2 separate regions of the Danio rerio genome follow, and region 1 is linked to region 2. The links are chromatin contacts, called in public HiCAR-type maps. All regions are on one chromosome and are shown on one strand. The core of a region is the stretch at or near the end of the contact, and the rest is flanking DNA. Distances in the headings are between cores, read along the strand shown. Region 1 holds the start of pias2 (protein inhibitor of activated STAT, 2). Region 2 holds the start of arid3c (AT rich interactive domain 3C (BRIGHT-like)).

What was found. HiCAR-type assays count read pairs that join an accessible place to other places.
Region 1: a contact with region 2 is called in a HiCAR-type map of caudal fin, with 8 times the contacts expected there. The contact joins the promoter of pias2 here to the promoter of arid3c in region 2. A contact is called at or near these places in 7 of 18 Hi-C or Micro-C datasets (caudal fin, embryo, fibroblasts and 2 more) and 3 of 4 datasets of contacts at active chromatin or transcription factors (caudal fin, embryo and gastrula embryo).

What each region holds. Positions count from the first base shown.
Region 1 is chr5:42,367,577-42,371,101 of GRCz12tu, reverse strand. pias2 (protein inhibitor of activated STAT, 2) reads right to left here and starts at 1,350. Exons shown (of 15, transcript NM_001326481.1): 1 at 1,267-1,350. The coding sequence starts at 1,290.
Region 2 is chr5:42,229,870-42,233,241 of GRCz12tu, reverse strand. arid3c (AT rich interactive domain 3C (BRIGHT-like)) reads right to left here and starts at 2,056. Exons shown (of 8, transcript NM_001100039.1): 1 at 2,018-2,056; 2 at 1-523. The coding sequence starts at 2,056.

The DNA of each region.
Region 1 (3,525 bases), core at 101-2,600, 140 kb before region 2:
GCATCAAAATCAACATGGCATAAGCTTGTGGAAAATGGTTATGACAGTTTTTTTTAAACCAAAAAGTGTCATTTAATTAGTAACCAGATTAATTAACAAAGAATTATGTGTGAAGTGAGGTGACAGCCCACCCAAAAAACACCCTTTCAAGAAACCCCAAAGAAATAAGAAAATCTCAACTGACCCTTCATTACACGGTCCATGCTTGATTGTTCTTACGTGTTAATCCTTTTTTCTTTAATAATCCTTAACAAATGACCGAAATGCATCTAAAATGTTGAGAATAATTCCAAGACCCATTAGATGAACATCGAGAACATGACAAAGAACAAAACAGATGTTCACGTTGATCTCAAGAGAAATCAACAGAACTGCTGGCGGGAAACTTGGTTTACAGCAAATCTGGACAATTCTGAACACTTTACAGGACAGCATGAATCAGTCAGTTATGTAATGACAGATATAACAGCAAGTGTCTAACATTAACGTATCCAGTACACACAGTATACCTTTCTTATGGCATGGTTAACGTTTGTTGGAGCTGAATACGTTCAATTTCAGAAAAGTGATGTATGCATCACACTACTAAAGTGCTTATGTTGAGGAAAATATGAAACAGAAGTCAAGTTTGTTTTGTTTGCCGCAAACTATTTACAGTTAGAGCTTGTAAACAACATTCTCAGTGTGTATATTTTCCATTGTTTAACTTAGCAATTATGATATAAAACGCACGTTCACTTTCATTTACACGCACAAAGAGACTCTGGACACGCTGGATTAAACATATGTCTCCCTTGCAAACACTTCTAATAAATCAAGCATCACCTGTGTGTAAGTTACATGTAAACAATGTCAATAGCTGCCGGACGCTAACGTTAGCTAACAAAAGACCAGCCAAAACAAGTCGAGCAGTGAAGAACGTAAAAACTTTTTACCTGAAGCGAACAGTCGTCAAGTTCAGTTAGGCATTATAATAAAGCGTTTTCATGCAGTCAATGGTGGCAATAAAAGCAGTGGCATTTTGAGGCTGATCTTCAACGTTTGTGTAGCATCTCGAGAGCTAAACGAGTAGCGGGTTGGTGGCTAACAGGCTAACCATAACCCGAATAACGGAGGGATGTCGCGTTTCTCTTTTAACTATGAAGAAACTAACGCATCAAAGGCCAACGGACGGGCATAATAGCATAACATAACGTCAACTGCAAAATGCCTTCAGCATGTGAAAGACGCAAAGAAGTAGCCAGCTATCATTGCACTTTCGCCTACCCGTAACTCCTCAATATCCGCCATTTTCTGGCTGCGCTCATCCTGGCTAGTCCGGAGATGTCGAGTCACGTGACACAGGCTGGTTAAAGGGGTCACGTCGTTCATTTGTGCATTTTTATTTTCTTCTGAGGTTCCCTGATTTGCTTTTCCCCTTACCCATATTTTGGGAATAGTTTCCGTTATTCAGTAATCAACCACAGAATCCTTCGCTGTGAACGAAATTATAATTATTTTTCCACAAGGAGGAGATCATTTAGCCATCGAAAAGTAAAATCCTGTTAATCAGTTCAAATTGTTTATAAACATTTTAGTTCAATGTTATGTTTGTTAATTAGTCTTTTTGGGTGGCAATGTTATCTGCAATAATCTAATCCTAAATATCGCAGATATATTGGAAGCGTTTTTACTTGCATTGTGTGATTCCTGTACTCTCTTTCGCCACTAGAAATGTGTTTTGAAACTGTTTTTCTGAGAGTATGTCCTCATGTAAGCTCTAATGTGATTCCAACAAACCTTTTAGCACCAAGGCAAATAAGATGAAGTAAAAAAGCTGTACAGCATAGATGGGTCTCAAACTCAGTTCTTGGAGGGTCGCCTGCAGCTCTGCACAGTTTTGCTCCAACCATAATCAAACATGGCTTATTCAACTAATTAAGGTATTCAAGACTACTAGAGAGGTGTGAGTTGGAGGTGGTTGAAACTAAACTATGCAGAGCTGTGGCTCTCCAGGAATTAAGTTTGAGACCATTTAGTTTATGCTAGTGGTGTTCCACCAGGGGGCAGCAAAATTCTAAGGGGGCCTCATTCATTCATTCATTCATTCATTTTCTTCTTGGCTTTTAGTCCCTTTATTAATCAAGGGTCACCACAGTGGAATAAACCGCCAAATTATCCAGCATATGTTTTACACAGCGGAAACACCCATACACACTGACATTCCCACCCACACAAACACTATGGCCAATTTAGTTCATTCAATACACCTATAGCATGTCTTTGGACAGTGGGGGAAAGGAGAGCACCCAGTGTAAAACCACACGAACATGGGGAGAACATGCAAACTCCACACAGAATTGCCATCTGACCCAGCTGAGGCTCGAACCAGCGACATTCTTGCTGTGAGGAGACAGTGCTAACCACTGAGCCACCGTGTCACTCTAAGGGAGCCTTGAGAATTTAAAATGGTTAAATAAAAACTTTTTTATAATCCACACATTAACAACTGTTTATGTTGTCTTTGTAGATGTTGGAAATCATTAAAAATATCTAAAATATATATATTATGTTTTAGTATACAGCTTATGATTATAGTAGTGTATAGTTGTATACACTATATACATAACTATACCAAGCCCCATTTAACTGATTAACATGTTAAACAACTGAAAGTCATCCAAATGTTGTAAATGAAGTCTTGGAGCCAAAACTTTGAGAACCATTAAGGAACTGTAATGAATTTTGTCTCACGATTAAGTGTTTTTATAGTGTGAACATACCAATTTAGCTTTTCAGGATGACAGTTACAGTCTGTTGTCCAGCAGATGGAGCTCAGAGCTAATCTACCATCACCAGATTATTGACTGAGGGTTTTCGTTCCTGATCAGACCTCTGTTTAACCCAATGCTTACATTTCATATTCTCATTTACAAATTAGAACAGTTATTAATATGCCCTTATTACTACTGAAATAAAAAATAAATACATAAATGAATAAAATCTCTCCCTGTTAAACAACACATGGGAAATATTTTTTAAATAATTAAAATTTGACAGGCTAATAATTAACACACGTTACAAAATGTCAATTAAAAATGACATCTCAAATATAATACTACTACTACTACTACTACTACTACTAATAATAATAATAATAATAATAATGAAAATATTTATTTTTATTTATTCTTCTACGGGACTGTAGACTACCTGGATCACTGTGGTGCATTCTACAAGATAAATATAAAATTAATACAGGCAGCATCTGCGACTGCTTGAGTTTGTGACCTCCACATTGTTGACTGCAACCTCCACAGTTTTGACTGCAATCCGATGTTTTTGTTTTGCAGACATTGGAAATCTGTCTGTGACAGTATGATCAACAGTAGTTGTGTAATGTAAGTACGTATAATTATAACATTCCAGTGTATTGACAATATTAATAATTTTCAAAACATTTGTGATCATTAGTTTCACCTTGGTATTATACCAATTAAATTTAAACCCATAAAATTAAAATAAACTTGGCCTGAAATAGAATGT
Region 2 (3,372 bases), core at 807-3,306:
ACAGATGTATCGGGGTACTTTTTGGACTCTGACCGGCACCTGGATAAACAGCGTGGCGAGGTGGGTAATGAGCAAGGGGTCCTTCCAAGTCTTCATCCCCTCCACCCTCGTTCATACTGTCATCTTCGTCCATGTCGCGCTCTTCATCGTCCATGCCGCGGTCCAGCTCCGGGTCGTCATCCTCATCATCTTCATCATCGATATCGGACTCAGCTCTGCGCTCAAGCGGGTGCCCGGAGCTCGAGTTCGGGACTCCCGCGGCGAACGCTCCCCTGACGGCTGCTTGGTAGTGGCGGAAAGCCAGAGCTTGCTGTTGAATCTGTGACTCTACCATAGACCTGATGTCTTTCTCCTTTTCGGCTTGGCGGAGCTTCTCCTCCAGGGCGAGTCGAGCCGCCTGCTGCCGCTGCAGGTTCTCCATGACCGCCTCCAGCTTCATCCCGCCGCCGCCGCCCGACTGACCGTGCGCGCCGGGGGAGCTGACCAGCAGAGGAAGGCTGCTCGCCGACGAGAAAGCGGCTTGCTGTGGGCGACACAAAGCTAAAGTTACTATAGTTTTTTGGCTGAATTATGGCGAGTTTTGAGGGAAGTGTGCGAATTATGAGACGTTATGGAGAGTCGGAGAGCATTTTTGAATACCTTGACCCCCCCGCCAAAAATTGTGGGGGATGGGGGAGAAAAGTAGCTGTTACATATTGTTTTTCACATTGAAGTACAGAGTGTCAATTGTCATAAAAATAAATGGCACTTTTACCAAGTACAAAAGTTTATTTTAAGTTAGCCAGAACTCCTGTCATCCTAAAGCAGTAGGCTAAAAACTCAAGGTAAAGTTAGTTTGCTAGTATTGACGTTTCTCGCGCGATGTTAATTTCTACTTCAGGCGGTACAATAAGAATAAAAACTTAATATTTCAGGCTACTTTATTGTAGTTTAACATGTTTAACAGAAACAGAATATGTATTAATTGGTTTAAAAATAATTTTCGATAGGCCTAATTGTTGTTTAGCTAATGCTAATCTAGTGGCGCCAAATGACATTTTGAGAGAGCATCGACGTGCCTAGGCAGTATACACACACACACACACACACACACACACACACACACACACACACACACACACACACACACACAATTACATACATTTTATGGTTCAGCAATATTTTCTTTAAAATGTTTCCATAATATGTAATGCAAATCAAGTTCTTGTCGAATCTTTAGTCGAGAATAGTCTTTTTAATATTGTAATAGGCCTATTAATATTATAATAGTTAACTAACCTATAGGCCTAAAAATTGTGGCTTATTTAAAGATTGAAAAGGAAAAACACAAGACTGAGTGTCAATAAAAATATTTCCATAACCTTAGCTGTCATAACTTTGTTTTCATCTATTCATTTGTCACTAACTTGCCGGTTTTGTTTACTTGATTTTATTTTATTTTTTGTTGCTTTTTTTATCACTTACAAATTAGTCGGCAAAAGTGAGCTAATCTGCCAGCTCGGCGCCAATGTATTACATGTAATGCAGCAATTATACATTGGTGAACTGTTAAAATATTGTTTCTAATATTAGCCTACACCGATCAAATAATAATTTAATCACAATTGAAAGGATAAATGAACTTTGCAGGTCTGTCTCCGGGCTAGAATAGTGATTTCTCAGGGAAAAGGATTCCACAAAAAAGTTCAATTACACAAACTACCTGGCGGTCATCATCAATGAAGCTGTAAATAAATGCAAGCTAACATTTCAGAACCGACCTCGAATAATTCAGTGACAGAAATATGACAGTTGTGTGTGTGTATGCATGTATGTATGTAGCCTATATATATTCGCTGCGTTGCTACTGTAGCTGTAGGTCGAAGGGCAGCGTGTGCATTGTAGTCCAACACAACATTCGCTAGGCTAAAACAGCAGATAAGTGCACTAAACAATGAAATACAGTACATAAACTAATGTAACACAATAAACATAACGTTCCCTCAGTTCTACCCAAGGAGCAAAAGCGCGTGCTTACCAGTGCAGATTTAGTCGCTATGCTTGTGTTGTCAACCATGCTTCTCCCGTCAAATGCGACGAATGTGCTCAAAAGTGACCTTTTTTCCCCAAACAAAGTCAGAAGTGGTTGTAGTCCAGTCTTAACATCTAGAAGTGTGCCGCGAACGCAAAGAAATCGCTCTTTTCGAAAACGGTTTCGCGACGCGCTCGCGCTCTCGGAGCGATTTGGCAACAAGTGGCTGTAACTGTAGCGAGAATGACCTCTGAGGACTAGAGATCAGATCAGTCCCTCTGCCTCCATCTGCTCTCTACACGTCAATAGACATGGATATAAGGCAATCAGGGCAGGGTCTGCACTCAGCCAACAGAAATACAGCTGAGCCGCTTCCTGCGCGCGCTCCTCTTCAAACGCGCCGCTTTAAACTTTATTTCAAGCTCAACGTTTTGACAATGTTCTCGTTTTAACTTAGACCAAAAACTTAAGCTTAACAGTTCAAATTGTTTATATGTAGAAAGATATATGTCTGAGATTAATTTGAGCTTTTTGTGCGTAAAACGCAAATGATAAAGTATAGGCTATTGCCTACTGTATACCCTATGCAAAATTTAATCCAATTAATAATCTGCCCCTCAAAACAAATGCATGCTTACATTTTTAGCCTACTTATTATATACGTGTTTCTGGACAAGACAGTTTCTATATAAATATATGATGATATAGACTGTGGAAATGTAATTAATTAAGCTTTTTTCAGCATTTTTTAACATTTATTATTAAAAGTATTTGAGTGAGCAATTCCATGGAAATGTCAACCTTGCCATGAAAAAATAAGTTTCCATCAAAATAGCGAAATCTTTTCTATATTTTTGTGTAAAAAAAAGTATTTTACAGGACTTTTAAAATACTCAAACATGTCTCTGTCAACGGGTTTAAACTATTATATTTGATTTACCAAAGTCACACAATTGGCAAATTCACATCCATAACGAAAAGATGTCACATCCATAATGAAGCTTTTTCCTCATAAATGCAAAAATGTCAAATAAAATAAAATCAATTATTTTTGTTCTGTAGAGGGTGAACTCTTATCCTTTTGATAAGCATTGTTTTTTTTTTTTTTTGGGCTGTGCAGTTTAATTCACAGAATTTCTACAAAGTATGTTGTATAACTCGCAAACTTTTTTAGTCACATCCATAATGCATGTTTATTTCCCTCATTTAAAATACAAAAAAATTTTTAGAGATTGATATTTTTCTGATCCCTCAACTCTGTGGTGAATTGTTTAGGAAAATATAAACAGATGTCTCAATATAATGTAAACATAGACTTTCTCAGAGAATGTATGTTTTGAGTCTTTACTGCAAATGTCACA